Linked DNA regions of Mus musculus: all the other regions are linked to region 1. Evidence: chromatin contacts called from public HiChIP or PLAC-seq, capture Hi-C and promoter capture Hi-C data. All regions are on one chromosome and are shown on one strand. The core of a region is the stretch at or near the end of the contact, and the rest is flanking DNA. Distances in the headings are between cores, read along the strand shown. Region 1 holds the start of Snrpe (small nuclear ribonucleoprotein E). Region 2 overlaps Mdm4 (transformed mouse 3T3 cell double minute 4). Region 3 overlaps Pik3c2b (phosphatidylinositol-4-phosphate 3-kinase catalytic subunit type 2 beta). Region 4 holds the start of Mybph (myosin binding protein H).

Region 1 (7,194 bases), core at 1,072-3,571:
AAACTCAGAGATTCACCTGCCTCTATCTTCTAACTACTGGGATTAAAGATGTGTGCTACCATACCCAGCAAGTGTATGGTTTTTAATGTATTTCTTTCCTTCCACTTTTACATAGAATCCAGGAATTGAACTCACATCACCAGGTTTCATTGCTAGTGCCTTTACCTGCTGAGTCATCTTGCTGGCCCTGGAAAATAATTTTGTTTTAAGAACAAAGAAATCATACAACATTTCTGATGAGTTGTAGAATCACTTAAAAGAATTGTTTATAGGATTCAACTAACCAAAGTTTAGGAATCAGAAAATGCATAAGCAAGTGGTGAGGTGTCTTTGCATTTCAGATGGAGTGGGTCTCTGTGGGTTCTCTCCACTCTGCCTTTGTGGGCAGTAAATGCTTTTTCTCATGTTTGGAGTGTAATAGATTCTCTTTAAAGAAATAATTTTCCCATGTAAAAAAATGTAAGTCTCTTTTTGTAGCTTAAAAATAGCTTTCAGCCAGGTGTGGTGGCACATGCCTTTCGTCTCAGCACTCTGGAGGAAGAGGCAGGTGGATCTTTGTGAGTTCAGACCAGCCTGGTCTGCATAGCAAGTTCCAGGACTGCCATGACTACAGAATGAGACCCTGTCTTAAAAAAAAAAAAAAAAAAAGCTTTCATCGTAATACTTTTATAGATTGGCGCTCGTGTTATTCTCATCTGAAGAAGACCTTAGGTAAGCAAATTTAGATTCTGTTATTTGACCTAAGTGGTATCTCCTAAAGTGCCAGCCAGTCCCCTTAGATGCCATCCAAAATCCTTTCAAGGCTCAGCTTCCTTGTTAGAAAGAGAATATTTAAATAAATGTTAAATATTAAATATTTTAAAATATTAGATAGACTTTGAACCAGGCCACAAGCCCTGTCCTAACAGAAAACTGAGTAGGCTTGCCTACTACTAACATAGGCATGGTTACTAACTAACATAGGCATGGTTACTAACTAACATAGGCATGGTTAATCAGGTTAATCAGTCCCTTTTCTTGCTACTTGTGTTGTGGGGTGGGGGACGAGGCTTTAACACACACACACACACACACACACACACACACACACACACACACATCCAGATAGCTCCTGACTTACAATTCTTCATCCTAAAGATGGTGTGAAAGCAATATGAATTCTGTAAAAAAAAAAAAATCAGACTTTGCATTTTAAATTTTGATCATTTCCCTGGTAAGCAGCTCTAGGTACTTTCTGGTGAGGTGGGGGGCAGCTGCAGCTTCAAGAAAGGCTGCTATGTTGTGTTGCTAAGCGATGGCATTGAGTAGACTAGGCATATACATTTTCAACAATTTTCTGTGTGCATGTGGAGGCCAAAGGATGTCATCAAGTGTCCTTCTGAGTCACTCTTCACCCTACCTTCTGAGACAGGGTCTCTCATTGAACCTAGGACTTGGCGATTAAGTTAGACTAGTTGGCCATCCAGCCCAGGCACCCTCCTTCCTGTCTCTGGAATTACAGGCATGTAATTTTGTGTAGGTGCTGGTTGACAGACCTCATGTCCCACCTACCGAATCATCTCCCCTGGGCCCAAGGTATCTGCATTAAATGCATTTTTTTTTAACTTACATTTCTAACTTACCTTAAGTTTATCAGGTTGTATACCATGTAGGTTGTTTTGTTTTGAAACAAGGCCTCATGTAGCTTAGATCTGGAACGTACTACTTAGCTTAAGGTCATACTCACCTTGCGCCTTCCACAAGCTGAGATTACAGATGTGTTCTAGGAGCACCTGTGCACTACTACCTCCCTGAATCTTCACCTCCTGTCCCCTTGCGGGACGGAGATGCTGAGGCCTAATGACTTAATTATCACCGGTCACACAACTGAGAGAGATCTGAGTCCAACAAGCCGATTTCAATACCTCCAAGCTAGTTAGATTGCCATCTTCAGTTGCCACTGCAACAGTTAACTCTGCATAAAGGTGATGAGGGTTGAATCTGTTATTGAACAAGCCACAACTCCACCACTGCTTCGGGCATGACCATCTAGACTAGCTCTGGGGCCCAAAACAAATAAGGGGAGTCTGCAGATGGTTCTGGACAAGATGCCGCCTCTAAATTCCAGAGCAGCTCTCAGAAGAGCACCTAGGCAGAGGCAAGCCTCTCAGCCTACCTCCAGGTGGCGCTGTAGGACCGACCTCGACTTCAAAGAGCGGTTGAGTCGGAAGGCCGCCGGCGGAGTCTATCAGCATAGAGAAAAAGCGGCTCCTGGCCTAGAGAGGCGTTCCCCAGGACCGGCCCGCGTCGCCGACGACCACTGCACTTCCGTTTCCGGGTCTTGCTTCCGGAAGTCGCTTTCCGAGGCGGCCTTCCTACTCGTGTGGTCTTTGTGACTTCCACCATGGCGTACCGCGGCCAGGGCCAAAAGGTGCAGAAGGTGATGGTGCAGCCCATCGTATCCTACGCTGCGTGAACTCGGGGCTTTGGGGGCCGTAGGCGCCGTGAGCGTGGGCGGGGAGCCGGGCAGCCCGCTGCGGGCCGCTTCCCGTGAGGCCCTGGGGCGAACGGGGAGGCAGGAAAGCGCGCGGAGTTGAAGGGCGGCGGGAGGCGGGAGGCGGAAGGCGGGCTCCGGGTGGACCCGGCCAGGCTGGCGATCCGCGATGAAAGCGGGGGATACCGAGGAGGAGAGGAGGATGTGGGCCATCGGGAAGGTTGGAGAAACGAGGGCGGTGGGGAGGGAGCGCATGCTCCCGGCGGTCGTTTGTGCTTGCGGATGTAGCCCGGCCGGACCTTGGGGCGCTGGAGAGTCCGGCGCGGTTGGGAGCGGAGGCTCCGCTGTTTGTGTAGTTCTTTTCCTTGATCGCCGTGCTGCAGAACCTTATCTTCAGATACTTGCAAAATGTACGTAAGTTGTTTCCTTACTGTTACTGAAATGAAAGTTGGGCCTGTTTGACTCTTTGTAACAAATTCTCTGTTTCTAGTGCTTAGACTAAAAAATTGGGGGGGGGGGAGAACCAGAGTTGAGGATAAGGTCACAGGGAAAGCGCTAATTATTAATATGTCCGTGCTGACTTAAGGATGCACACAGTTACCATTATTCTGTAAGAACAATGTAATTATATTTACTATTAAAATTACTCTGTAAGAACGATTTGTCATCGGATTTAGCAGTGACAGTTGCATAGTGCTTTTTCCATAGTTGGACTTAGAATGGAGAAAAGACACCAAAGCGGGGTTTGGGGGAGTGGGGGCGTTATATACAGAGAAGCGAGTGGCAAATGCTCTTCTTTGAGGAGATTTTAGCGATGTTTATTTTAGAGTGTTACAACACAGATGAAAAATCGTTTTAAGCCATTGTAATTTTTAATCGCCAGATTCGCTTTGTACTATCCTGTGAACAGTTCTAACTGTAAGTGTATTCATGCCAGAAGCAAAAATAAATTTTCAGAGTAGGAAAATTAGTTTGGACAGGCCTGCCCGAGCACTTATTAAATGTTTCTCAGCAGGTTAACCAGTGTTGCTAGCTCTTAGATGAAGACTAACTAGTTCTAGTTTTTGGCTTATATTTATTGGAATTTTTAAGATAAGTCGTTTATTGTGGAAACAAAGTAATGGAGTGGGATTTGTTTACATTTCTAAAGTCATTATTTTTATTTCAGAGATCTCGAATTCAGGTGTGGCTGTATGAACAAGTGAATATGCGGATAGAAGGTTGTATTATTGTGAGTACCCAGGCTATTTTTCCTCAAGTTGTTATTAAAAAAGACATCTCAGAAGATGGCCAGTAAGAACAATATACAAGGCGTCAAGGACCCAACCCAAAGAAAGCTCTTCAGAGCTGGAGTTATTTATTTAGCCTTTTCTCCTTGCTCTGGTTAATAGGGTTAGATAATACTTCTCTTAAGAGGAAGGGAAGGGAGAGGTTAGGCGGTGGTGGCGCACGCCTTTAGTCCCAGCACTCGGGAGGCAGAGGCAGGCGGATTTCTGAGTTTGAGGCCAGGCTGGTCTACAGAGTGAGTTCCAGGACAGCCAGAGCTACACAGAGAAACCCTGTCTTGAAAAACCAAAAAAAAAAAAAAAAAGGAAGGGAGAGTTAAGACTTTTAAGAAGAGCTTCGTTTGTGAGGAGAGGGAACAAAAACAAAATGAGAGGGGGGCGGGGAGTGATAAAGGACTTGCATTCTGGATTAGATCATGCCAGAATAGAGCTGGTGGGGGTGAGACTTATGGTTTGTTAGGCTTCTATCGTGATGGTGTTGGGGATCAAAGTACCTGCTCTACCACACAGCTACCATGGCAATAAGTTTTTGTTGTTATTTTAGATTTATTTGTCTGAGTGTTTTGCCTGTGTGTGTTTAATGCCCAAACAGGCCAGAAGTTGTTGGCTCACCTGAAGATGGGTGATTGTGAGCTTCCATGTAGGTGCTGGGAACCAAACCTGGGTCCTTTGCAAGAGCAGCAAGGAAGGATTTGTAACTCCACCACCTCTCCCGTCTCTGTTTTTCCTTTGTGTGAGGCAGAGTCTTTTAAGAGAGACTTACACATGGAAATCCTCTTGTCTGAGCCTCTTCAATGTTTAGATTAATAGCCATGAAAATGGAAAAAAAATTTTTTTAAAGATTTATTTATTTTTATGTGCAATGGTGTTCTGCCTACTGTTATTTGTGTGAGGGCACCAGATCCCCTGGGACTGGAGTTATCAACAGTTGTGAGATGCCATGTGGGTGCTGGGAATTGAATCTGGGTCCTCTGGAAGAAAAGCCAGTCTTCTTAACTACTGAACTGTCCAGCTCTGGCATTGTTATTTTGAGGCAAGAAATTGCTATGTAGCCCAGTAAAGGCCTTGAACTTCCCATCCTGCCTCAGCCTCCTGAGATTTACAGACGTGCTCAGCCTCACTTTTTTTTTTTCTTTTTTGCATCAAGGGAGTGAGTGGGGTTGCTTTGTACATACTCATATGTGTGGATGTATGTGCTAGAGGTATCTTTTATTGCTCTCTGCTTTTTGAGCCTGGAACTCATGGATTTAACAAGACTAGTTGGCCAGCACTAGGTGCGGCTGCAGGCCACTGTGCACTGCATTGTTTGAGTAGGGATCCAAACTCATGACTGCATGTACTTTACCAATTGACATGTCTCCCTAGTACCTACCCTTCCTCCCAAAGCTGCACAGTATTTTGTTATTTTATGTAGATATCAAGAGTGTCTATCAATACTCTCTTAGGAGTTGGTAAACAAGCACAGTAGTTAGTGGGAGTCGTGTTAGTGAGGAACATGGGTGTGCAGTGACAGAAGGCAATTCATGTGTGCACATGCCGAATTGGGTAGTGTCCAGCAGGCATTCCTGGCGAATATTTACCTCTAAGGGATTGAAGTACTTTGGATCTCATTCTAGCTTTCTTTGCTATTTAAAAAGAGGTAGGCTGGGGATGCAGCTCAGTAGTAAACCTCTTGCCTAATGGGTAGAAGTCGGTGCGCTAATCCTCAACACCATCTCTGCCCCCAAAAAGGAATGAAAATGCCCCCACGCATTGGGCATGTCACATATGACCAGGCATGGTGGCACATACCTGTAGTCTCAACACTTGGAATAGAGAGGATAGGAGATTTGTGAGTTTAAGGCTTTCCTTGGCTGTGTGGGAAGTTTAGGGCAAACATAGGCCACATAAGACGCTGTCTCAGAAGTAAGGGGCTCAACAGGTAAAAGTATTTACTATTCTTGCAGAGGACCAAGTTCAGTTCAAAGTATATACCTTTGATGGATCACAACTGCCTGTACTTCTGGCAGGTGGATCTAGTGCCTCTGCCCTCCTTAAGCACCTGTCCTAATGTGCACGCATCGATCCAAAAATAAATACATACAGGTAACACTTTAAAAGAATACAAAGTAGTTAATAAGTAAGTAGAGGCTGTAGGTGTTTGTGTTGAAAAATCAGTGATAGCATAAAATTCTAAAATTTGTTGATATTTCTGAATCTAATTATTCTTTTAGAATGGTCGGATGTGATTTGCTTAAAAATGATTGTCATTTGCCTTCCCAGGGCTTTGATGAGTACATGAACCTCGTATTAGATGATGCAGAAGAGATTCATTCTAAAACAAAGTCAAGAAAACAACTGGGTAAGGAGATAGTTGGCTTTACAGATTTCTGTTTATTTCACTGGCAGACTTGAATGGCCTATAGCTGAAAATTCATGCTATAAAGTTACATTTGAAGGGAGAAGCACACTTCTGAATTCATCTTCCTGCCACTTACTCTGTTACCCACTCCTTTGTTTTGTTCATTGATAGGGTCTCAGGTAGCCCAGGCTACTCTCAGTCTTGCTGAGAGTGACAGATTGAACTCCTGGCCTTCCTGCCTCCCCCTCCCAAGTGCTGGGATCATAGACATTCGCAACCATGCCTTGCCAAGGATGTTAAATCTGATGTCGTTTTTTGTGTTCACTTATATTTAACATTAAGTAGAATTTGACACAGTTCAATACTTCCTTGCAATACTTTGATATCTTGGGTTTGTGACATAGTATGTCAGTTTTTATTCAACTCTGGCTGTTTTTTTTTTTTTTTCCAGACTTCTTTATATTCATCCTTTTTTACCCGGCCATTAAGTATTTGAGGCTGGGTTCCAGCTCGCCCTTCACAGTCTTTCCCTAGGCCAGCAGTTCTCATTCTGTAGGTTATGACCCTTTTGAGAGTTGAACGATATTTCACAGTGGTCTCCTAAGACCATCAGAAAACACAGACATTTACAATATGATTCATAATAGTAGCAGAATTACAGTTATAAATTAGCAATAAAAACAATTTTATTGTTGAGGGTCCGCACAACTTGAGGAACTGTTATTAAGGGGCTGCAGCGCTAGGAAGGTTGAGAGGCTCTGTTCTAGGCTTCTAGTGTTCAGTGAGATCACAGCTCCAGGTACTAATCTGGGCATTGACTTCCTTATTTATGTGTATAGCCCAAACCTCTTCTGAACCTGTTTAACTTTCCACATAGAAGGTTTTTAAGGCAGCCTGTCAGAAGCCAACTTCACTGCCTGCTTACACTGTTCAGCGTGGGTTTGCTGATCACTTCCTAACGGAACAGTAGTTTCCACTAACTTACTAACTTTTGTAGCTCCCTCATCCATTTGAAGTTGCTCTCCAGATGTAGCCATCTTTTTGAAACACTGGGTCTGACCTTACCAGCTTTTGCTTGAAATTTTCCATTGTCT
Region 2 (6,731 bases), core at 101-2,600, 620 kb after region 1:
TATCAAAGGAAACATTTAATTGGGGCTTGCTTACAGTTTCAGAGGTTTTTGTCCATTCTCAACACAGCAGGGAACAGGGTGGCATGCAGGCAGATGTGGTGCTGGAAAAGTAGAGTTCTAGATCTGGATTGTCAGGCAGCAGGAAGAGAGGGCCACTGGACCTGGCATGGGATTCTGAAAACTTCAAAGCCCACCTACAGAGACATACTTCCTACAACAAGGCTACACCTCTTAATTCTTTCAAATAGTGCCATTCTCTAGTAACCAAACATTCAGATCTGTGAACCTTTGAGGGCCATTTCAATCAACTCAGATTAACACCAGCTGGGGACTAAGTATTCAAATGTTAGAGACTTGGAGGGGATATTCATTCAGATTACCACATCCTGAAAGCAATGCAGTCTGTGTGTTACCAAATCATTGATTCTGTCAATACTAGGCAACTCCAGATAACTACCTTGAAAGTTAGCAAGGATTTAAATTTTAAACCTGTTTTGTCTGTTTATTAATTGATTGTATATGAGTGTTCTATCTGTATGTACACCTGTATGACAGAAGAGGGCATCAGATCCCATTATAGATGGTTGTGAGCTACCATGTGGTTGCTGGGAATTGAATTCAGGACCTGTGGAAGAGCAGTCAGTGCTCTTAGCCGCTACCCAGTGGTTAAGAACATATTGGCTGTTCTTGTAAAGGTTTTTTGCTTTGTGACTATGAAATTTGTTCAGGTCTCAGGTTGGACCACTGGTATGGAATGTTTTGACACTTAGTGAAATGTGAATTTGGCCTGTCTTTTAGAATTATTTGTTTTTCATTACTGTGGGGATAGTGAACACACATTTGTCTCAGCATCAGTTTTAATTATTTTAACTTCTCGTAGGATGAGTGGCAGTGTACGGAATGCAAGAAGTTTAATTCTCCAAGCAAGAGGTACTGTTTTCGTTGCTGGGCCTTGAGAAAGGATTGGTATTCGGATTGTTCTAAATTAACTCATTCCCTATCTACATCTAATATTACTGCCATACCTGAAAAGAAGGACAATGAAGGAATTGATGTTCCCGATTGTAGGAGAACCATTTCAGCTCCTGTTGTTAGGCCTAAAGATGGATATTTAAAGGAGGAAAAGCCCAGGTTTGACCCTTGCAACTCAGTGGGATTTTTGGATTTGGCTCATAGTTCTGAAAGCCAGGAGATCATCTCAAGCGCGAGAGAACAAACAGATATTTTTTCTGAGCAGAAAGCTGAAACAGAAAGTATGGAAGATTTCCAGAATGTCTTGAAGCCGTGTAGCTTATGTGAAAAAAGGCCTCGGGATGGGAACATTATTCATGGGAAGACGAGCCATCTGACGACATGTTTCCACTGTGCCAGGAGACTGAAGAAGTCTGGGGCTTCGTGTCCTGCTTGTAAGAAAGAGATTCAGTTGGTTATTAAAGTTTTTATAGCATAGTTGAGTCAGTCACAGAGAAATACTAGGAGGACCAGGTCATTTATCAAAAAAATCAGTATTCTTAGAGGCAGGGGCAGAAGATCACCAATTTTGATGCCAGTCTGGGCCATATAATGAGATCTTAGTCTTAAAAGGATCAGTATTGAGCATCTTTTATAAATGTGACCCATTGCATATGTTTATTTGTATAAGCATATATGAACTTTTAGCTAAGTTTTGAGGGTTTCATTAGTGAGAAGATACTTTGTTCTTCCAAATTGTGAACCCAGAGGGAATAATATCAATACAAACATAGCAATGCATTCTTTTATTCACTTCCAAATTATTGCAAGAATAATACATTAGTTGATTTATTCTCTACCCTGGTGTTATGTAATGTTCTTGAGGCATCAAAATCTAAAGCATTTATTAAATACTGGGGCTAACACTGAAGAGGACATATCCAGTCAGTCGCTCATTGTGTAGTCAAGGATGACCTTAAATTCCTGATAGCTGTCTCTACCACCTATGTGCTCATAGGCTCATAGGCCGCCCCACTAGCCCATCTGAAATCTCTTAGTTTTAGGTCAGGTAACACAGGTGTACATCTCTCCACAGCCTTATTATCAGTTCCAAAAAGGAAAGGCACAGACTTTGTTGCCCACACTTTGCATTTGTCTCTCAAGCTGGCTGGGTGTTTTGTGTTTTGTGCTCTGCAGCTGTTCACATTCTGAGGCAGTGGCCTATGATAAGGCTTGAACAGTAGAGAGGAGGAATGTAGCAGCTGTGAAAGGAGGGGAACAAATTGATCTCTTCAATTCTGCTTAGTCATTTTAGACCACATCAACTTAGTATAATATCAATATATGAACTGAAGATCTTCACGCTGAATCCCGTATGCCTGTTCTGTGTCCACTGAACACATGGCCATCTTGATGTTTCCCCAGGGACATGAGAACATCATTTTAAAGACCAAGTCCCTAGAACTATTGAGCTTGAGGGCAATCTAGCTGTCTTGGCTTTTCCTATGGCTCCTGCTGTTAGAAAGGGGGAGATGCATGGTATCCAGTCCCCTTAATGTCATTATGTCCCTGCTGGACTGGGACCACTGGGGCTCCTCTAATTACTACTAAGAGGAGCTATGTTAGCTTTATCTTGCATTGATCCCATGTTCCCTGTCTGTCCCATGCTCTACCATTAGACCCAACTTTACCAAATTCTCACTGGATCAGTTATCATAGTTACTCTTTAATTTTGATGACAAAGCACCAATGCAAAATATAAAAGAAAGCATTTAATGGGGTTTGCTTTTGAGAGGGTTAGAATCCATGATGGCAGGCAGGGACAGCTGAGAGCTCACATCTTGATCTGCAAGTAGAATGCAGAGAAAAAGAGAGCCCTGGAAAACCCCAGGGCCTGCCCCCCCAGTGTCGTAATTGGTCTACCTTTTCCACCGACTGGGGTCCAAGTATTCAAACTTAAGAGCCTGTGGTTTATATTCTCATGTAAACCACCACATTCCATGAAAAGAATTACTAATTACTGTGCTGCAGAACCAGTATTAGGCGTTCTGGACACCTCTTCTATCAAAGAAATTACTTTTCACTCCAGGCTTAGGCAAATTCTTAGGACAAGGGTAGAAGGCAGCCACATTCTTTGTCAAACATAACCAGAATAAGTCTTTAGCCAGTTGTTAATAGTTGTTCTACCCTGCAGCCTCTTGATCTAGGCTTCCTCTCAGTACTAACTGTCTTTTAGGCTCCAACTGGACCCATTAAGCTCTGTTTACAGCCTTGAACCCTTTCTTAGTCCAAAGTCTTACACATTCCTCCAAAAAAACCACATGGTCAGGTCTTTCACAGCAAAGATCCACTTCCTGGTAGTAGCTTCTGTGTCTTGGCTACTCTAAAATTGCTATGACAAAACATCCCGACCAAGGCAGAATGTACAAGAAAGCATTGAGTTTATGGTTTCAGAGGTATTTAGTTCATGATAGAACAGTTGAGAGCTTACATCTTGATCTGTAAGTAGGAGGCAGAGAGAGAACCCAGGGGATGGCATGGACTTTTGAAACCTCCAAGCCTTCACCTTGTGACAGACCTCCCCAACAGAGCCACATCTCCTAATCCTTTCCAAGTAGTTCCTCCAACTGGGGACCAAATACTCCAGCATGAGCATAGGGGAGCATTCTCATTCACACCACCAGTTTGCCGAGGAACTTTCCTAGCCATGGCTTGTCATTCATTGCTCCCAGTTGATAATTTCACTATTTGTAGCAAACTCAGTGGCCAAGTCCTTGCTATTATGGGTCTTCTGCTTGTATTGAAAATACTGCAGCTCCTGTTGGGGTTGCTGTGCAGTCTCTCTGAGGGACTGATAACAGACTTGTATATCCATATCTCCATGGCAGTGAGAAACGGTAGCTTAGAGGTAATCCTAGAAGCCATCACTCACAGTCCCTGCTTGAGAATAGGCTATGATATGTCTAGCCCTGGACTTTAGTCATTTCCTAGACATGGACCTGCTGGGTGGAATTGGGTCATTATGATGTTTAATTCCAAGCACTGCATTCAAAATAGGATACATGATATAGTATGTCAGCTTCATTCTAACGTTTCTCCTAATCTTTTGGGGCAGAGTCTTGCTGTTTCACCATGACTGGCCTGGGCCTTACCCTACATCTCAGGCTGGCCTCAGCTTTGCAGTGACCTTCCTGCTTTTGCCTCTCGAGTGCTGGAATTCTAGGCATGTAATGACTAAATTTCTTATTTTGCTTTTTATTTAAGTTTTTGTTACTCTATCTTGGACAAAAAGTGCAGAGCAGAGGTGTCGGATTACTAGGAAAGTCTCCAGGGCTTCGCTGTTACTGTGTTCCCCACAGGGACTTCCTGGTTGTTGACGTGCTTCTGTTTACTACTGTGTCAGATGAGCGACTCAGAGCTCGGCTTCAGATAGGTGTGACTGCCGCCCTCGCCCATTTAGGATGTAGTAGATTTATGATTGAGGGCTGGAACGGGTAGATTACATTGTACCGCCAAGCATTTGTGACTGTGTGGATATATATTCATTATTTATGTATATTTAGGTGTGTGTGATACTTTGCATGGTTTGAAAGAATCTATTCTGAAAGCCAGGATCATTTGTAACCTTTGTGTGTCAGTTCAATGTAATGTTGGGGCCTTTGAAAAGTTGATTGAGAAATTGGGGATCATTCCCAGTTCTCCGATGTTACTTGTTTAGTCCTCTTTAGAAAGAAAGACACTTTTGGACCAGCTGTTTCGCTGTTTTGTTCTGTTTCCATGATATTCTGTGAACCTCCATGGCTTTAGATACTGTGACTGTTATTTTCCTTTTTGCCCAAATTGTTGATTCAGTCTAAAGAATACTATTTTTTGATGCCTCTTACAATTCATGCATGTGCACACTATAGATTGATGCTACCTTTGCTAAAAATGTCTTAAGATAAAGAACTAGCTCTTTAGAACCTGCACTTCAAAGATAAACCTGGAAGCTGTCCTGTGCCAAAAGTAAAGTGTACAATGTTTACAGATGGGTGGAATTTTGCACTGCCATAGGGAACGGTGAGCTCGCATCACGGGGTTCCTTAGATGTATGGGTAGATAGTTGCAGTTGAGCTTATGAGAGGAACTGTGGAGCCCTCTAAGGCTAAGCTGCTAATGAGTATCCAAGACAGGTGGTTGGTGAACGTGACTCCCTAGACCTAGCTGGGGTCTTCTGTTGACAGCTCTTCATGGTTTGCAGACACTATATGTTTTCTTTAGAGGAGCTGCCAGCTCTCCCCTCTTGTGAAAGACTGTCTTGTAGACATTTTGAGATCTTTTGATGTAATGTGCAATCCCAAGTAATGCCATTATTGGTGAATGTAGCATTGTTAAACTTTTATTGTAAATTATCTCTGATCTTACCTTGATAGCCTTAGGGTTTTTTGTTTTTGTTTTTTTTTGTTATGTTTTCAGAGACAGAGTCTCGCTATTTGGTTTACCTAGAATTTGCTTTATGATTAGGCTGTCCCCAAACTCACAGATGTCTGCCTTTCTACCACCACGCCCATGTAACTGATGTTACCAAAAATGATCTCATATCCATGGTGTTGCTTATGTGTCTTTGCATAGGCGCCTCCTTCAGTCCCATCTAGGAGCACAGCACAGTAGAAGTCCATTTCTTAAGTGGGCAGAGTCAGAGATAAGCTAAGAGGGCAAGTAGTTGCTTCAGTGGTTTTTAGAGCTTGGCAAACGCTTTACTGAAGATTAGCATTGTGTTGTGACACTTGAGGGCCAATACGAGCATTTAATTTGTTACCTAAAGGTGCTTTGTGTTCTTAAACAGCAAGTATTTGATGTGTGTAAACATTTCCCTTCATTCTCCCTCCCTCCTCACCGTTTTTATGGTCTCCTATTTCTGAGTTAGCTGCATTTGGACATTGCTTTTATGCCAGAGGCCATCTGTCACCTTGGATGTTTAGAAGTACAGTGTACTTATGTAGGGTCCTCCTTGAGCCTGTCCTGAGCAGTGTTGTGGTTACAGAATTGCCTACGAGCTCCAACAGAGAGGTGGGGAAGCTGGGAGGGCACAGCTGTCTGGCTTCCTTTGTGGAGGTGTTGGTTTGTTTGAACACTAAGGAATTTGAGGTTAATCTTCCCCCTCTTCCTGCCCATAGTTTTCACTTCCCTTTCAGTAAGAACGACCCCCTAAAAGAAAACAGGAGGAGATGCAGCGCTTTAGGCCGCCTTAGCCAGCAGCTTGTGTCCTACTCTGGAAGTTGTAACCTACAGTTTTTCTCACCTGTAAAGCCAACACACACAGCTACCCGTTTCTACCTCAGTTTGATGTGGCGACTATGGAGGAACAACTCTTAAAAGCTCTGACTGCCTTGAAGATGGAGGAAGCTAGTGGTCTTGGTCGACTGTGCTCTGAGGTTTATATTGAGAATCCTTTATTCTGGAAGTGAGTGCGGTTCTCCTGACCGCCTGCTCAGTAGAACCTGTGTTGCCTGCTTTAAGTCTCTGCCCACCTGCCTGTCCTTTCCTTGACACTAGGCTCTTGATTAGGAAGAGTTGTCTCCAGATGCTTTGAGAAGCACATGTAAATCTAGATAGCACATTCTACCCTGATGGAACTTCCTTGCTTGTCTTGCTGTATAGGAATTCATTCTGTATACACTTGAGTGGGTGGCATGAGATGCTCGACTTGTGTGTCGAGAGGCAGTGTCATGACATTCCCAGTCTGGTACTTGCCAGTGCAGAAGCAAATGAGGGGTAATAAACTGAGAAGAAGGGCAGCT
Region 3 (6,840 bases), core at 4,178-6,677, 530 kb after region 1:
TGTCAGAGGCACAGAGCAGGAAATGTCATCCCCCCCCACCCCGCAAGATCTGCATCTCTCCTGGAGGGCAGTTCTTAGGAATGGTTCTTCCCCATGGACAGAGTCTCCCTTAGGCAGACAGGAACAGGATAATGACCTTTCTCACTCCTTGAACACTTAAGAGAAAATTGAAAAACAAAAAACCAACAACAGCAAAGTGTTCCACTCCACCCGCAAAGCTCTTCCTTAACTCGATGTACTTGTGTTAGGAATTCAAGGAGCCCTTGAGTGGGTGGAGCAGGTTTTCTGGGTAACATCCTATAATACAAAGCCTGCCAGGCAAGCAATTGAGAACTGTGGGGTTTTATATAAGCCAATAGACAGCCCGGGAAATGACTTTCTCGGGGATTAGCAAAGATGTAGCCTCAAAAAGTCTCATCAGCAGGTACAATTTAATTACTGAGATGGCAAGAAATAGACCAGGAAGCCTAGGTACAATCTAGAAAAGACAGCTGAGGAGTCTCAGAGTGGAGCCTTGTGACCCTAAGAACTCTTCAGGAGAAGGAAGAGGGATAAAGATTTGGGCTCTATAAAGGGAGAGCATTTGTTAAATCTTTGGATGAATGTGGGTATTCTTAATATGTAAATTTTACCTAAAAAAAAAAAAAGGAACCCTGAGTTCTATTATTAATGTGCATGCTACTAGAGCACGGTGGTGGATATCTCTAATTCCAGCACTCAGGACGCAGAGGCAGGCAGCTTTCTTTGGGTTCAAGGCCAACCTCATCTATAAGTCGAGTTCCAGGCCAGGTAGGGCTATATATTGAGACTCTGTCTCAAAAACAAAAACATCTGGGTTTTTTGTTTGTTTTGTTTCAAAGATTTGTTTATTATATGTAAGTAAAACATATACTCACATTTATTTATATGTAAGTAAAACATATAGTCACTGTAGCTGACTTCAGAAACCACAGAAGAGGGAGTCAGATCTCATTACGGATGGTTGTGAACCACCATGTGGTTGCTGGGATTTGAACTCACAGCCTTTGGGAGAGCAGTCGGTGCTCTTTACTGCTGAGCCATCTCTCCAGCCTTGTTTTATTTCAAGATAGGACTTCTCCGTGTAGCCCTGACTGTCCTGAAACTTGCTCTGTAGACCAGGCTGACTTCAAACTCACAGAGATCCACCTGCCTCTACCTCCTAAGTGCTGGGATTAAAGGCTTGATCCACCACCGCCCAGACAAAATTATTTGTTTAACAAAAAGTTTCTACCAAAGTATGTACAACAGTTGAACTCTGTGTGGCAGGTGGATAGGCCAGCACTTGCGCACCTTGTGACGTGTGCAGATGGAAATCTAGTGGTAAACTCTATGTGACGTGCACCTGGGGATACGGATGGTGTTATGAGATTAGGGGAAAATGAGACAAAGGAAAATGGGAGAGTAGGAAAGCCGAGTGCTGGCACATCTGCGACTCTGCTTTCCCTGAGCTGACCTGTCAAGTAATGGCAGTGCTGGAGCCGGGACAAGGAAGAGCTACAACTCACGTGGCATGCAGGAGTCCCAGGGCATCTTGGTGGTTCATGTGAGTCCACTGTTGCAGGAGAGCATAGATGTCCGGCAGGCAAGCCCACTCCCAGCTGGGTGCACTGGCGAGAACCAGGGGGAGTGAGCTCACCTCAGTGTGGCAGTAATAGCGTTTCTCCCACAGCTGCTTCTTGTCAGCATCCGTGAGCCTACGTGAGAGCGAGCGGCAGAGTGAGCCAGGGCACACAGAACTGCTGTTCCGAGGGAACTGACCCACACGCTACCATTCAGTGGCTTCCCAACGTCACCACACATTATTACAGAAGGGGTTGGTAACTTCTGGCGACTAGCTCCCACACCAATGCCAGTTGAGTCAGAATGTCTACAGAAACTAAACATTTGGGTTTTTTTTTTTTTTAATGATCACAGATGATTGCAGGTTTGGAGAACAGGATCCACATCTCACCTCTGACCCAATCTCAGGGACATTTCTCAGACTGAGGTCAACAATACCAGACCAGGGGATGGCCCGATGGTACTACTTCCAAGTAGAGCCACTAGAGGGCAGTAGGCAACACCTGTCAGGGTTTGGTCAACTGTGAGGCCTCTTGGGATCTCTCTTCGCTTTACAGGGTCTGTAGCTAATTGGGACTCGCCTGAGATCAGGTGTCTAATGGAAGACTGGAGCTGAGGGCTAATGAAATGAGGGGTGAGGAGTGGGCTGGGGGGCAGGGAGGTCTGCCTCGCTTGTTCCCTGACCCAGCATATGAACAGGGCTCTGCTGGGCCCAGAGAGGTGGCTAGGAAGATCAAGAGCCCTGACTCTCCTTACTCACCCCTCCCTCTCCAGTCCTGGTAGACACAGCAGCTCCAAGGATGAGATCAGCCTGGACTCCTTAACTCCTGAGAGCTGCCAGCTTGTCAAGACACCTGATCCTTTTTGGAATGTGACAAGGCCAGAAAAATGCAAAAGGCCTTTGGTGTGGAGGAAGGGGCAGGAGGAAGTGAGAGCAGGGAAGCCAGCTGCCCCACCAGAACCAGGGGGTGTATCTGGGGTGGTGGCAGGTCAGTCACTAGTGCGGCACCGGACTTTCTGGGATCCTATCTCCTAACCTGCTCTATGCACTTTCCCTAGTGTCAACTAAAGAAAGTCTGGAGGCTGCCACCATTGTCAAGTGGTCGCAATGACTCTTTGAATGACCACTTCCAGTCCTCAAGCACAAATGGTACAGCCTAGATGCTGGGAGGTAAGAGGTCAGGCAGACACAGACAGACAGCGGGAAGCCTGCGATATATAGGGAGGTGTCCTGGGCCTCACCAGTATAGGGACTCCTTCTGCGTAATGTCTTTAAGTTTGCGCTGGTCCTCCTCCCGGAGACTGCCAAACTCATAGCGGGGGCTGAACTTGTCTCCAGGGGGGCTGGTGAACTTGATGTCAAAGGCCGAGCTGGGGAAGTCAATCTTGGGATAGGATCAGAGACGCAGACGCAGCAAGGAGGAAGGAGGCAGTGTGAGTGAAGGTACTTCCTGGGTCCCGGCTGTTCTCTCACAGGCTTCTGCTCCTGCCTCTAGCCTCCCCTTCCCTGAAGTAAAATAACCCTGATGTCTGTGGTGATCCCCAAAATCCCAGCTGTAACTTTCAGCAAAAATTGAAAGGCAACCATAAGAAGCCTAGTGTGGTGGGTCACGCCAATAATCCTAGTACTCGGAAAGACTGAGGCAGGAGCATCGCTGCAAATTTGAGGTCAGCCCAATCTACACAGTAAGTTCCAGGCCAGTCAGCAATCATAGATAGAGAGGCCCTGTTTCATCCAAATCTTCCCCTCAAAAAAAAAAAAAAAAAAAAGGAAACATGGGCTGGGTTAACTCTCTGAGAGTTTAAGGCTAGTCTGGACTACAAAGCAAGTTCCAAGACAGCCAGGACTGTTACACAGAGAAACCCTGTCTCAAAAAACAAACAAACAAACAAACAAACAAACAAACAAAGAAACCAAAACAAAACAAAAAAACCCCAAAACGAATCAAAAATGAACAATGGGGAAGGTAGGGAAAGGCTGAGTTGAGATGCTTAAGGAAGACAGGATAGGCCCCACTTCAAAACCCTGAACGGCATTGACAGGGCAAGCCACTGAGAGTACCCAGGCTGAAGCTGGGGACCTCCTTGTGTGGTCCCAGAGGCATCCTAGCCTGTCTGGATCTGGTAGCACACAGTGAGTGAAGGCTCTATTAACTCTAGGGCCTGTGATCATCTGCTCTGAGCCACCAAAACATACATCCTCCTAAAGTGGGCATCAGAGCTGAACAATCCGGTTCGGTTCTCTAAGGGGCTCTGCTCTCTCACTCAGCACCTGACCCGTACCGGGCAGAGCCAAAGGTAAAACCATCTGCTAATGGAGTTGTATTCTGGATCTTTCTTCTTCACTGTCTGTTGGTTTTGCCACCCCCTATTCCACACCACAGCATCTCATGGGCTCGAGAAATGGGAATCACAACCAGGATTGAGGCAGCTTCTCTCCCACCCTCCCTCCAAAGAGAACATGTCCCTTGAGTGACTAGTGGGAACACTTTCCCTTGAGCCCTAAGAGAAGGGAGCGCCCAGCTGGATCTGACCTAGAAACATGAGGTCTCAAAGCAAGGGGAGCCATGGGTGGAGAAGGCCTCAGACCTAACTTTAGAGGATGCTGTGAAATTGAGGGAGGGGGATGTCTTCGACTCATGCTCTCCCATTTACTGAGATGCTTGGCCACATCTCATCCCATGCCCAGAGTTCCTAGCTGGGTCTCACCTGCAGGATAACACTGTCTGGCTGGTGGAAATTAGGCGCACTCCAGCGGGCACCGGAGTTTTCCTGTGTCGCTGGCCACAAGCCCAGGAGCTTTCGACCACAGGTCAAGACTCTAAGGCAGAAGGAGGGTAAGATGAGCCAACAAGCGGTGCCTACGCTGGGGGTTTCTCTCCTGCTCTCTTGTCCCCAAACCTTTTCTAGTTGAAGCTTCTCCCCCACTCCTGTCCCTTGGATTATCCCCAGAGGCCACAGGTCTTACTTCAAGCTCTAGGAGGGCTCCCATGGCAGAAAGCCTCTCTGAGCTTGCCACTCAGGTGACCCTTTGGCAGGGGTGTCTCCGTGCCTGGGTAGATGACCTCTGAAGTCCTTCTGATACAGGACCCCGTGACTTGTTACAGGGATAGTGTTTTCCCACGCCCCTCCCCCACCTGCCAGGTTACATCAATAGTCCGGGTCACCAGCTCTGTGCATTGACTTCTCTACAGGGATGGGGACCTCTGGGCTTCACAGTGAGCGCCATGTGGCCAACCCTTCTCAGGGAGTACCGAGTATAACTACCAGGCTTTATCTCCATCCCCCTTGCTCCCTTCCAAGGCTAGAAGCTGTTCCCCTGGCGCTCACACGTACTGCCTGAAGTTGAAGAGAGGGGTAGTGACCCAACCCAGAGCTTCAGGCACCCGCTTCTGCTTATTCGCTTCAGAGGAACCCCCAGGAGGGGGAACGGGCAGGGCATAGAGTGTGGCACACAGCAGAGTCTCCCGAGGTAGCCTGTTCACCTGCACTGGAAAGCAGATCCTAGGAAACAAGGGGATCAAAGTCAACAGCCTTGGGGGGGGGGGCTGGGGGCGGGGGGTGTAAAGTACAAGCAGAGAAGCAGCCTTCCACTCGGGTGTCACATATGTCCCAAGGCATGCCTCCCAAGGGACCAGGACAAGTCTCAAGAGCCTCTCTAGGAAGAAGCACCAGGTTCTCTGTCCCACCTTTCCTAGCCCCAGGGACCCCCCAAAACAGAGTCATGGGAAAAAAGAGAAGGGGCTTTTCAGAGAAGAGTGAGAAAGGAAACAGGCCAGGCCAAGACACGCATAAGCAGCATAAGCAGCGCTCAAGGCCAGATGTTCTTCACGGTCCGCCCTGACGGGGCCACACCCAGCCACACCCTCTGAGTTCAGGGTAAGGAGATTTGGGTGTGGGGAGGTGGAGAGAGCTGAGGGGCTGGGGAAAAGAGAGCCAGGGCCCACCCTGTTACCTTTCCGGGAAGCTGTCCCTGGGCCAAAGTCCACACTGCCACACCCTCCTGGCTGGCCCTAGGCCCGACTGCTGCTACACCCAAAGGGCACAGAGGCAGGGCCGCCACCCCCAAGGTCAGAGGTCACAGATAAGGCAGCCTCCCTCTTCACTGCCCCTCACTCCTGGGGAAAGTCTCCACTCAAAGAAGGCACTCAGCAGCCGCAGACTGGCACAATCCGGCTCTGCCCCAGCTGCTTCTACCCTGGGGGCCCCACAGCTATAATTAGGGCCCCTTCAGCAGCCAGGGGATATGCCAGGCTGGGTCTGGCCGGAGGTGACAGAGCATGGCTGCTGGGCCTATTTTGAGAGCAAGCTGATCCCATGTCCATCCAACTACAGTGGGAGGGAGAAGCAGCTGACCCCACAGCCAGGGAGAGGAAGTTGGTCTGGTCATCCAACAAGAGGAAGAGCTGACCCGTGGTATGGCCGTAATCCCAGCTCTTGGGAGGCTGAGGCAGGAGGACGGCTGGGATTTCAAGGTCAATTTAAGTCTGCATGAGTATGAGACCTTGCCGTGGGAAGGAGAGAAGGAAGGAAGGAAGGAAGGAAGGAAGGAAGGAAGGAAGGAAGGAAGGAAGGAAAGAAAGAAGGAAGGGGCAAACTGCCTTACTGAAACCATAATACAGAGAAGCAGGCAAGGCCTCCCCTTCCTCAGGTCCCAGTGTATCTGGGATTCCAATATGACCTTTCTAACCCTATGCCTCGGCTTGGTCAAAGGAACCACTACTTCTCCTGAAGAGCTGAGTCTTCTGGCCTAAGAAATTCTCCTCTCGGTGAGCCCTTCTCCAACACTATAGCACTGGGGCTACTGGGGTTGTGAGGTGCTGGGTGGGGCTCCTGCTTGGCCACTCACAATCTTGAGCATCTGAACTGACAGCTCCGCCCTTGGCACGCTCACCAGGAGAAGAGCAGCCTATATAGTTTGGGTTCTTTCTGCTGTGTGATATTAGTTATTACTCTGGACCTGGCTGATGTGACATAGATAGCATTTTCACACAAATATCCCCCTGGGCATTAGTCACTGCCAGCCACCTGGAACAGAGAAACAGGAACTGAGACGGTCAGAGCTTAGATGATGAGGACAGAAAAGGAGAGTGCATTTGCTTACCAAGCAGTAGATGGTGGACCAGGTTTGGTCTCTTTCCCTTTCTCAGTCTATCGCTCCCTCTCTCTGTCTCTCTTGTCTTATCTCATTATTTCACTTAGGCTGGTCTTGAACTCGTAACAATCCTCTGGCTTTAGTGTTTTAAGTGCTGGAGTACA
Region 4 (6,383 bases), core at 189-2,688, 580 kb before region 1:
ACAAGGCAAGACACGTTGGCATGCGGATTGTGCATGTTAGCGTGAGATGGGGGGGGAAATGGCTGCTTGGGGTCTACTGACCATGGCCTCAGTTTCCCCATTACATCTAGTCTGTGAGCAAGAGGCGAGGAGTAGCTTTACCAGTGATCTCTTGGATGTGGACAGGCTGGTCCAGAACGGCTGGAGGGCCTGCCCCTGCTGAGCTTACTGCAGTCACACGCAGGAAGAACTTGTCTCCCAGGGCCAGGTTTCGAACCGTCTGCTGGGTCACCATCACGGGCCGGGGATTCACAGGCACCCATTCTGAGGCTGAGGGCAGCGGAGAATGTCTGGCTGTTAGTGATGTGGCAGGGGCACACACACACACACACACACACACACACACACACACCCCGGGTGGGGGTGGTTTCCTTTTCAAGGGTGATGTACACTAGCTGACCTCACTCTTGGGCTATAGTCTCTGACAGCTGGTGCTAGAGGTTTTTTTAGAGATAGGGATGCAGAAGGGCCGGAGAGGGCTGGGCACATTCACCAAGGCACACACAGCAAGGCAGCGGCAGAGACAGAGGCCAGGGTGAATGTGGCTGTCGGAGAGGGAGACTACTTTTCCAAGCTGTCTTGACTGTCTCCTACTTTACAGTCTCCTCCTCTGGATCTTCCCCAGTTTCTGCCTCCTGGGTTAACTCCCCCTGAAAAGGGTCCTCAGAGGCTACCTGGACCTGGAGGACAGGAGGTCCCCTGAGGTCATTGGACATCTCTGTGCATTCAGAGGTCCCTATGGAGCCAGGTGGTAGCAGTTAAGACCACTGCTCAGACCTTCTCCCTTTGTACGTCCTGGAGGTCCTGGAGTGACTCATTGCAGGGACTGTGCTCCTCCCTGCTGCCCCACCCCACCCCCACTCAGCTGGGTGGAAACAGAACTCAGCCCTGGGCTCACCTCCCTCTCGACAGAACTCCAACACATAGCCTTGAAGCCCCAGTTTGCCCAGCTTCTCGGGGGGCTCCCAGCTCACAGTCAAGGAGCTGTGGCTCACATCCTCCAAGGTCAGCCGCAGTGGGGCACTGGGGACATCTGGAGGAGGGGGGAAGCCAAGGTGAGTGGAAGAGCCCCTCCCTGCATACCCGCCACCCTTCTCCACCTTTCCCCACTTCTTGTCACCTTCACTCGGAGGTTCAGGCTTAGTGGCTGCGGGCATGGCAGAAGCTGCAGGAGCTGCAGGATCCTGTGCCTGAGGCTTCTGTGGCTCTGGAGCCTGCTCTTGCCCGGTGGACTCTGATGCTGCCACCTCTCCAGAAGGCTCTGTAGTGGGCACCTTGGCAGGCTCAGGTGCTGTCTCCTCTGGAGTAGAGACAGAAGCCTCAGAGGTGGCTTTTCCTGTCATTTTTTTAGCTGGTGTGTGTGGGGGGGTGTGTCAAGCTGGAGTGTTTAAGGGTCAGCAGTAGGTCTGGGCCTCCAGGCTAGGTTCATGCTTATAAAGGCAGGGGCTGCCCCACCCCCAGCAAACCATTCCCAGCTGTGGGGTCAGGTCAGGCAGGGGGACAGGGGGGCAGGGAGCACCCAGGCCAGGAATAGCTCTGGGGGAGGAACCACAAGGGCCCCTTGAGAAGCATACTACCTTGCCATCACCCCAGCTAGACCTCACAGCCAGGGTGCCAGTGCCCAGATCAGGGAGGGCATAGAGAGATGAGCTGGCACATCGCTGGGGCTGCAGGGGCTGGGTCATGAGACCTGCCACCTGGAAAGGAAGATCAAGTCAGGTCCATAAATCGGGTCTTCTCAGGGCCCCCTTGGGCCTGAGTCTCCTTGGAATAGAGCGTAGAATTAAGAATGCTTGAAGCAGTCTTCCCTGTGAGCACTGCCCCCTTGGCCTTCGCTGTCTCTCTTGGTCCCCACAGTCTCTGGGGATTCCCACTTGTGCTGTGTGAGGCTAAGGACCCCACAGAGGTGAGAATTGAGATGCTGGAGGTGAGGCTGGCCTGAGGCAGGTGCTCCAGCATGAGTCCTGGGAAAGGGGACTGTGGTGATCAGTCTTCAGCTGTTGTGACATCGCACCATAGGTTCTGTGAATTATAAACAAAAGAGGTGATCTTTCTCAAGGCTCTAGAGGTTGAGAAGTCGAAGATCATGCCCACTGCACCCCCTAAAGAGCTTTGTGGTGATTGGGATGTGGAATACAGAGAATGGGCAAGCCAGACAGAGGAAAATGGATGAAACACATGCTTTCTATCCAGTTCCCACTCTGGAGATAGCTAACCCACTTCCACAATGATATTAACCAATTCACAAGGGAAGTGTCCTATGGCCTAAAAACTTTTTAAAAGCCCCCCATCTTAATACTGTTAGTGACAATTAGAGGAATTTTAGAGGGAACATTCAAGCCAGGACCAAAAATGTCCTCAGGTTTCTGTTTCTGTGGGAAGGCTGGAAACTTGTTTACACTTATCCCCAGGCTTCAGCTTCCCTCCACCTACTGAGAACCCTCATGTCAGAGTGTAAGACAGGCAGGCCTGAATCTCCTGGCCTCTTAAAACGGGGACCTAGGCCCAGACTCTGCTAGTGTGGGAAGCAGGGCAGGTTCAGACAAATTCCTACTCACTGATTCATTTAGTCAAGATGTTAAGATTGGTAATAATTTGAAATCCAGAAAATACCATGTGTCAGGGAGGAGGAGGAGCAGTCAAATTTTTCTCTGTGGGTGTGAGTGTGGCTCAGAGAAATGACTTTGGGAAAAAAACGAGGCAGGGAGTTGGTGGTGCCTGATCAGTGGCTCTGAGCGTCCACCCTCTGGACTCCCAGGACACAGGATGAGACTGTTGACAGAGGCATCACTTGTAGCAGCAGCACAAGACTCGGGGAAATGGCTGTTTCTGAACAGCGGGTGGATAAACAACTGGAGCGTTCATGTTGTTCTGAAGCAGAAGCAAGATGACAGTGAGGAGCCACGGCTGATCTCACAGAGCAAGGGCCAAATCACAGAAACCCGATGAGATTCCTGTCCTTGAAGTCCAAATGCAGAGCCACCAGAATTCACATCTTCGAAGTGCATCCAGAGGTGGCAAGTCAAATAGAAGGACGGAGAGGCCAAGGGTATCCTAAAATGACAGCCTCCGGGTGAGGGGGCAGGATGGTTGTTACTATAGAGGTTCCAAAGTCGCATTGAGGTTTCCCCTTCAATACACAGAAACTCTTCAAACTAGACCAATATCCCTCACACGCTCTTAAGCAGAGATGCTGTGCCTCACAGTTCAGGAACAAATGGGCATGTAATTTACTTAAGGGCTGTCAACAGTATTCCGGCTCTCGCCTTTCCTGAGGACAGGAACACAGCAGTGTAGGTGCCTCTCAACCCCAACTGTCTCTGTGAGGTGTTAGTGGAGGTCCTAAGGAGCCTGTGTCCAAGTCTGCTTGGGTGTCCATGTCCTCTGTGAGGTGACTCAGAGTTGTGCTGGGTAGGGAGAACCGATCTCCAACCTGGCTTCTGACTCTGCAGCTATAAGCGAATGTGACTAACTCGGCAGGAGCCTGAGTCAGCCAAGAGAACCTGTCCCAAACTGGGAGAAGGGGGGCCTCAAGGGACAGGGACACTTCCTAGGAGAGCTCACAGACCTGGGGTTTTAAAGACCTTGTGTAGTAGGGTGAACAGTGGGCAGAAGCTAGAGCTGCTTGGCCCACCAATCAGCAAGAAATGCCAGGTAACCTCTACCCCTAAGAACCTGGCCAAGCACCTTGCCTTTAGCAGAGTGGCAACCTTGGAATCAGCTACATGTGCCTGGCTCCAGCTGGTTCAGATTTCAGGGCAGCAGATTGGCATTGGCTTCTTCCCGCCTCAAAAGCAGAGTCACCGACATCAAGCCAACTAATAGTTGACCCAAGTCAGATAACCAAACATCAGGGGACCACAGATAAGATCCCAATTGCTTTAGAATACATCTTATCCAGGCTCCCTCAATAAAGCCAAGTTTCAGCTCCTGGAAATTCACAGGACCCTGGTGGGAGTGTCTCCTCCACACAAAGACTGGAAAAATGGCTGCCCGTCTGGGCCAATACGATTTCATCTTCCTCCCTTACTGTCCCAGGCCAGCCTGGGCAGGGAAGCTTTGATAACTTTATGAGCTGAGAGAAGAGTGTGAAGGGGAGTGGGCACAGGGACAGCACTGGACTCTAGACAGTTCTCAGGCCAGCAGTTGGGTTGACGGCCTCTAAGATAACAAGGTATGGACCGCTCAGGAGTATGGGGCTAAAGGCCAGCTCTCAAGGGTTTGGAGACCCCGGCAGTGAATAGCATGAAAAGGCACTGCATTCCTTTCTGTCCCTAATGTTCTGGGTTCCTGGGCTTCCTAACCTGTCCTGTGGCCATCTCCCACTACCCTTTAAGGTCGCGCTTCTCAACCTTCCCAATGCTGTGACCCTTTAATACAGCTCCTCATGTTGTGATGACCCCAACCAGAAAATTATATTGTTGCTCCTTTATAACTGTAATTTTACTACTGTTATGAATCATAATGTAAATATCTGATATGCCACCCCCAAAGGGGTCAAGACCTACATTCTGAAGACCACTGTTCTAAAGGGTCAGAGGGTTAAACGTCTTCTTTCCAGGCCCTGCAACAGTCTCTTTCCATAAGGTACTTAATTTGGACGTCTGCTGTCAGCCGTGCTTAGGTAAAGCCTATACTTTCCCCCAACCCTAGGATCCCACCTCTCATTAAGGCTTCTTAGGGCCCAGGATTTTGCATCAAGACCTCAATTCTGTCAGCTCTGATTCCCAAGTCTCAGAGAAAGAAATCCAGAAAAGATAGGTGAGTGCCATGGTCCCACGTACCCATAGAGACGGCCGCAATTATAGCACACCGTTAGGTTCTGGCGCTTTATTGAACAGCTGTGGAATTAGGGAAAGGGAAGTGGGACGATTAAGTTCCTAAGGGAAGGATTCAAGTTGGGCTTTGCAGAGGGTATAATTAGTATGGTCCCTCAATCCTGTAAGATATTTGCCTACTTGATCCAAGTGGTGTCCTTTGGTCAGGCTGGGTAAAGGGAGGTTAGAGTCTGAGAATTTGCATTCCTTAACAGGGTTGTGTATCTGCTCACACTGTGACTCTCACAACCCCACCATCGTCCTACCCTAGTTCCCTGTTCTCCATAGCTGAGCCTGCTGTGGCCCCTTACACAGGTGCCAAGGGAAGGAGAAACTGAGGCTCAGTTGGGGGACTTAACATTGCAAGAGATTAAACTCCTGGCCAGAGAGTGGGGGTACCATATGGGAAAGGGGGAGCTAAGCCAGGGCATCCTTGATGGCGTTGGTGAGCGGGAAGAATTCCTTCGGCTGACAGGTGCCCTGGAAATCATCCAAATCCAGTGCCCACACCATGGCTCCTGCCAGCTTCTTCTCCTTCAGGAACCCAACCTGGTGGAGGAGATGAGGTGAGGGGTTGGGAAACTGTGCTCTGGGGCCCTTCCCAGACGGTCCCAAGCACCCAAGCTCAGCCCTCCCGGCAGGAGACCAACTCCTGCTGCTTGGAACAAAACAGCCTCTCCTTCTTTGTTCCGGGGTGTGGCTTCTGAGAAACCTACCTTGTTTTTGACACTCTCCTTGTCCTCATACCCCACCCACTGGTTGCCCTTGGTAGCGAAGGGAACCTTCTCGTTGGAGAGTCGATGTACTTCAGCTCCTTTGAGGAAGTCGCATATCTGAAAGAACCGAGTAGGGTGGTGTGGGAGGCTTGTCAGGCCGGTAGAAGTCATCCTTCAGCCTGTAGCCTCCCTCTCCTGAGGCTCCAGGCTGCTGGCTTCATGCAAATTTATGCAAAACAGATGCAAATATCTCAGAGTTCAGCTGCTATTGCCCAAGGGCTTTAGAGATCTGATAGCCTCCTCCATCTTAAACAGGGACTTGAAGAAGGCGAGCAGACACCCAGGGCTGGCCCCAGACCACTGGGAGCGGCAGAGGCGGAGATGAAATGTCCACAGAGATTCTTGACCATTGCTTTTCCTGGACTGGAATGAAGGACCTAAGGTCTGAGGCCAGAGGAATGTTCTAGGAGCTTGGTGCCCGCTGGAGGCTTTCAGGAATAAAAGGCTTAGGGTCCCTCTTTCCTTCTCCCAGGGAATGCCGGAGCAAATGAGCATGTTTTTATTCCCAAAGGAGAAAGTGTGTGCACTGAGGGCGGCCTGTCTTTCCTGGGTTAGCCTGTGAAGCAACATCATTACCTCGTAGTAGGCCAGGGTCCCTGCCTCCTTGGTGAACCGGCCTGGTAATCCTTCCCCTGAGATTGGAGCTCCCAACTGATTTTCAGAAGATGCCAGAGTGAAGCTCTTCCCAAAGGTGGGGATGCCCATCAGTAGCTTGCTGGCCTGGGCTCCCAGACGTATCATGTACTGCACG

Evidence for each region. Promoter capture Hi-C pulls out the DNA fragments that hold promoters and counts their contacts. HiChIP or PLAC-seq counts read pairs in DNA pulled down with a chosen protein or histone mark. Capture Hi-C pulls out chosen DNA fragments and counts their contacts.
Region 2: a promoter capture Hi-C map of hippocampal neurons shows a contact between it and region 1, with 2.5 times the contacts expected there. The contact joins the enhancer-like site here to the promoter of Snrpe in region 1. A contact is called at or near these places in 12 of 39 promoter capture datasets (the 3T3-L1 cell line, 3T3-L1-derived adipocytes, the C10 cell line and 8 more), 11 of 484 Hi-C or Micro-C datasets (B cells, CD4 T cells, embryonic stem cells and 2 more), 1 of 115 datasets of contacts at active chromatin or transcription factors (bone marrow-derived macrophages) and 2 of 9 other capture datasets (embryonic stem cells and liver).
Region 3: an H3K27ac HiChIP or PLAC-seq map of large pre-B cells shows a contact between it and region 1, with 4 times the contacts expected there. The contact joins the enhancer-like site here to the promoter of Snrpe in region 1. A contact is called at or near these places in 6 of 39 promoter capture datasets (the 3T3-L1 cell line, embryonic stem cells, hippocampal neurons and 2 more), 3 of 115 datasets of contacts at active chromatin or transcription factors (embryonic forebrain, forebrain and large pre-B cells) and 3 of 9 other capture datasets (embryonic stem cells, embryonic tail and pancreatic islet).
Region 4: a contact with region 1 is called in a capture Hi-C map of macrophages, with 6 times the contacts expected there. The contact joins the promoter of Mybph here to the promoter of Snrpe in region 1. A contact is called at or near these places in 5 of 39 promoter capture datasets (the 3T3-L1 cell line, the HPC-7 cell line, liver and 1 more) and 1 of 9 other capture datasets (macrophages).

Annotation. Positions count from the first base shown.
Region 1 is chr1:133,605,407-133,612,600 of GRCm38.p6, reverse strand. Snrpe (small nuclear ribonucleoprotein E) reads left to right here and starts at 2,321. Exons shown (of 5, transcript NM_009227.3): 1 at 2,321-2,437; 2 at 2,857-2,883; 3 at 3,642-3,704; 4 at 6,022-6,100. The coding sequence starts at 2,384.
Region 2 is chr1:132,986,375-132,993,105 of GRCm38.p6, reverse strand. It overlaps Mdm4 (transformed mouse 3T3 cell double minute 4), which reads left to right. Exons shown (of 11, transcript NM_001302801.1): 11 at 881-6,731. The coding sequence ends at 1,450. Among named protein-coding and RNA genes, the nearest start is that of Gm38687, 18 kb to the right of the region's middle. Within about 2 kb of position 1,350, at least 3 of the 459 cell types and tissues checked have an H3K27ac peak or open chromatin away from gene starts, as enhancers often do. A contact at or near this core is called in hippocampal neurons, where this site is marked.
Region 3 is chr1:133,083,063-133,089,902 of GRCm38.p6, reverse strand. Pik3c2b (phosphatidylinositol-4-phosphate 3-kinase catalytic subunit type 2 beta) reads right to left here. Exons shown (of 33, transcript NM_001099276.2): 13 at 4,918-5,085; 14 at 4,291-4,402; 15 at 2,824-2,966; 16 at 1,527-1,715. Among named protein-coding and RNA genes, the nearest start is that of Gm51647, 7.2 kb to the left of the region's middle. Within about 2 kb of position 5,427, at least 77 of the 459 cell types and tissues checked have an H3K27ac peak or open chromatin away from gene starts, as enhancers often do. A contact at or near this core is called in embryonic stem cells and pre-B cells, where this site is marked.
Region 4 is chr1:134,188,503-134,194,885 of GRCm38.p6, reverse strand. Mybph (myosin binding protein H) reads right to left here and starts at 1,438. Exons shown (of 11, transcript NM_016749.2): 1 at 1,160-1,438; 2 at 938-1,072; 3 at 142-309. The coding sequence starts at 1,382. Chil1 (chitinase-like 1) reads right to left here. Exons shown (of 10, transcript NM_007695.3): 8 at 6,209-6,383; 9 at 5,573-5,689; 10 at 4,855-5,405. The coding sequence ends at 5,274.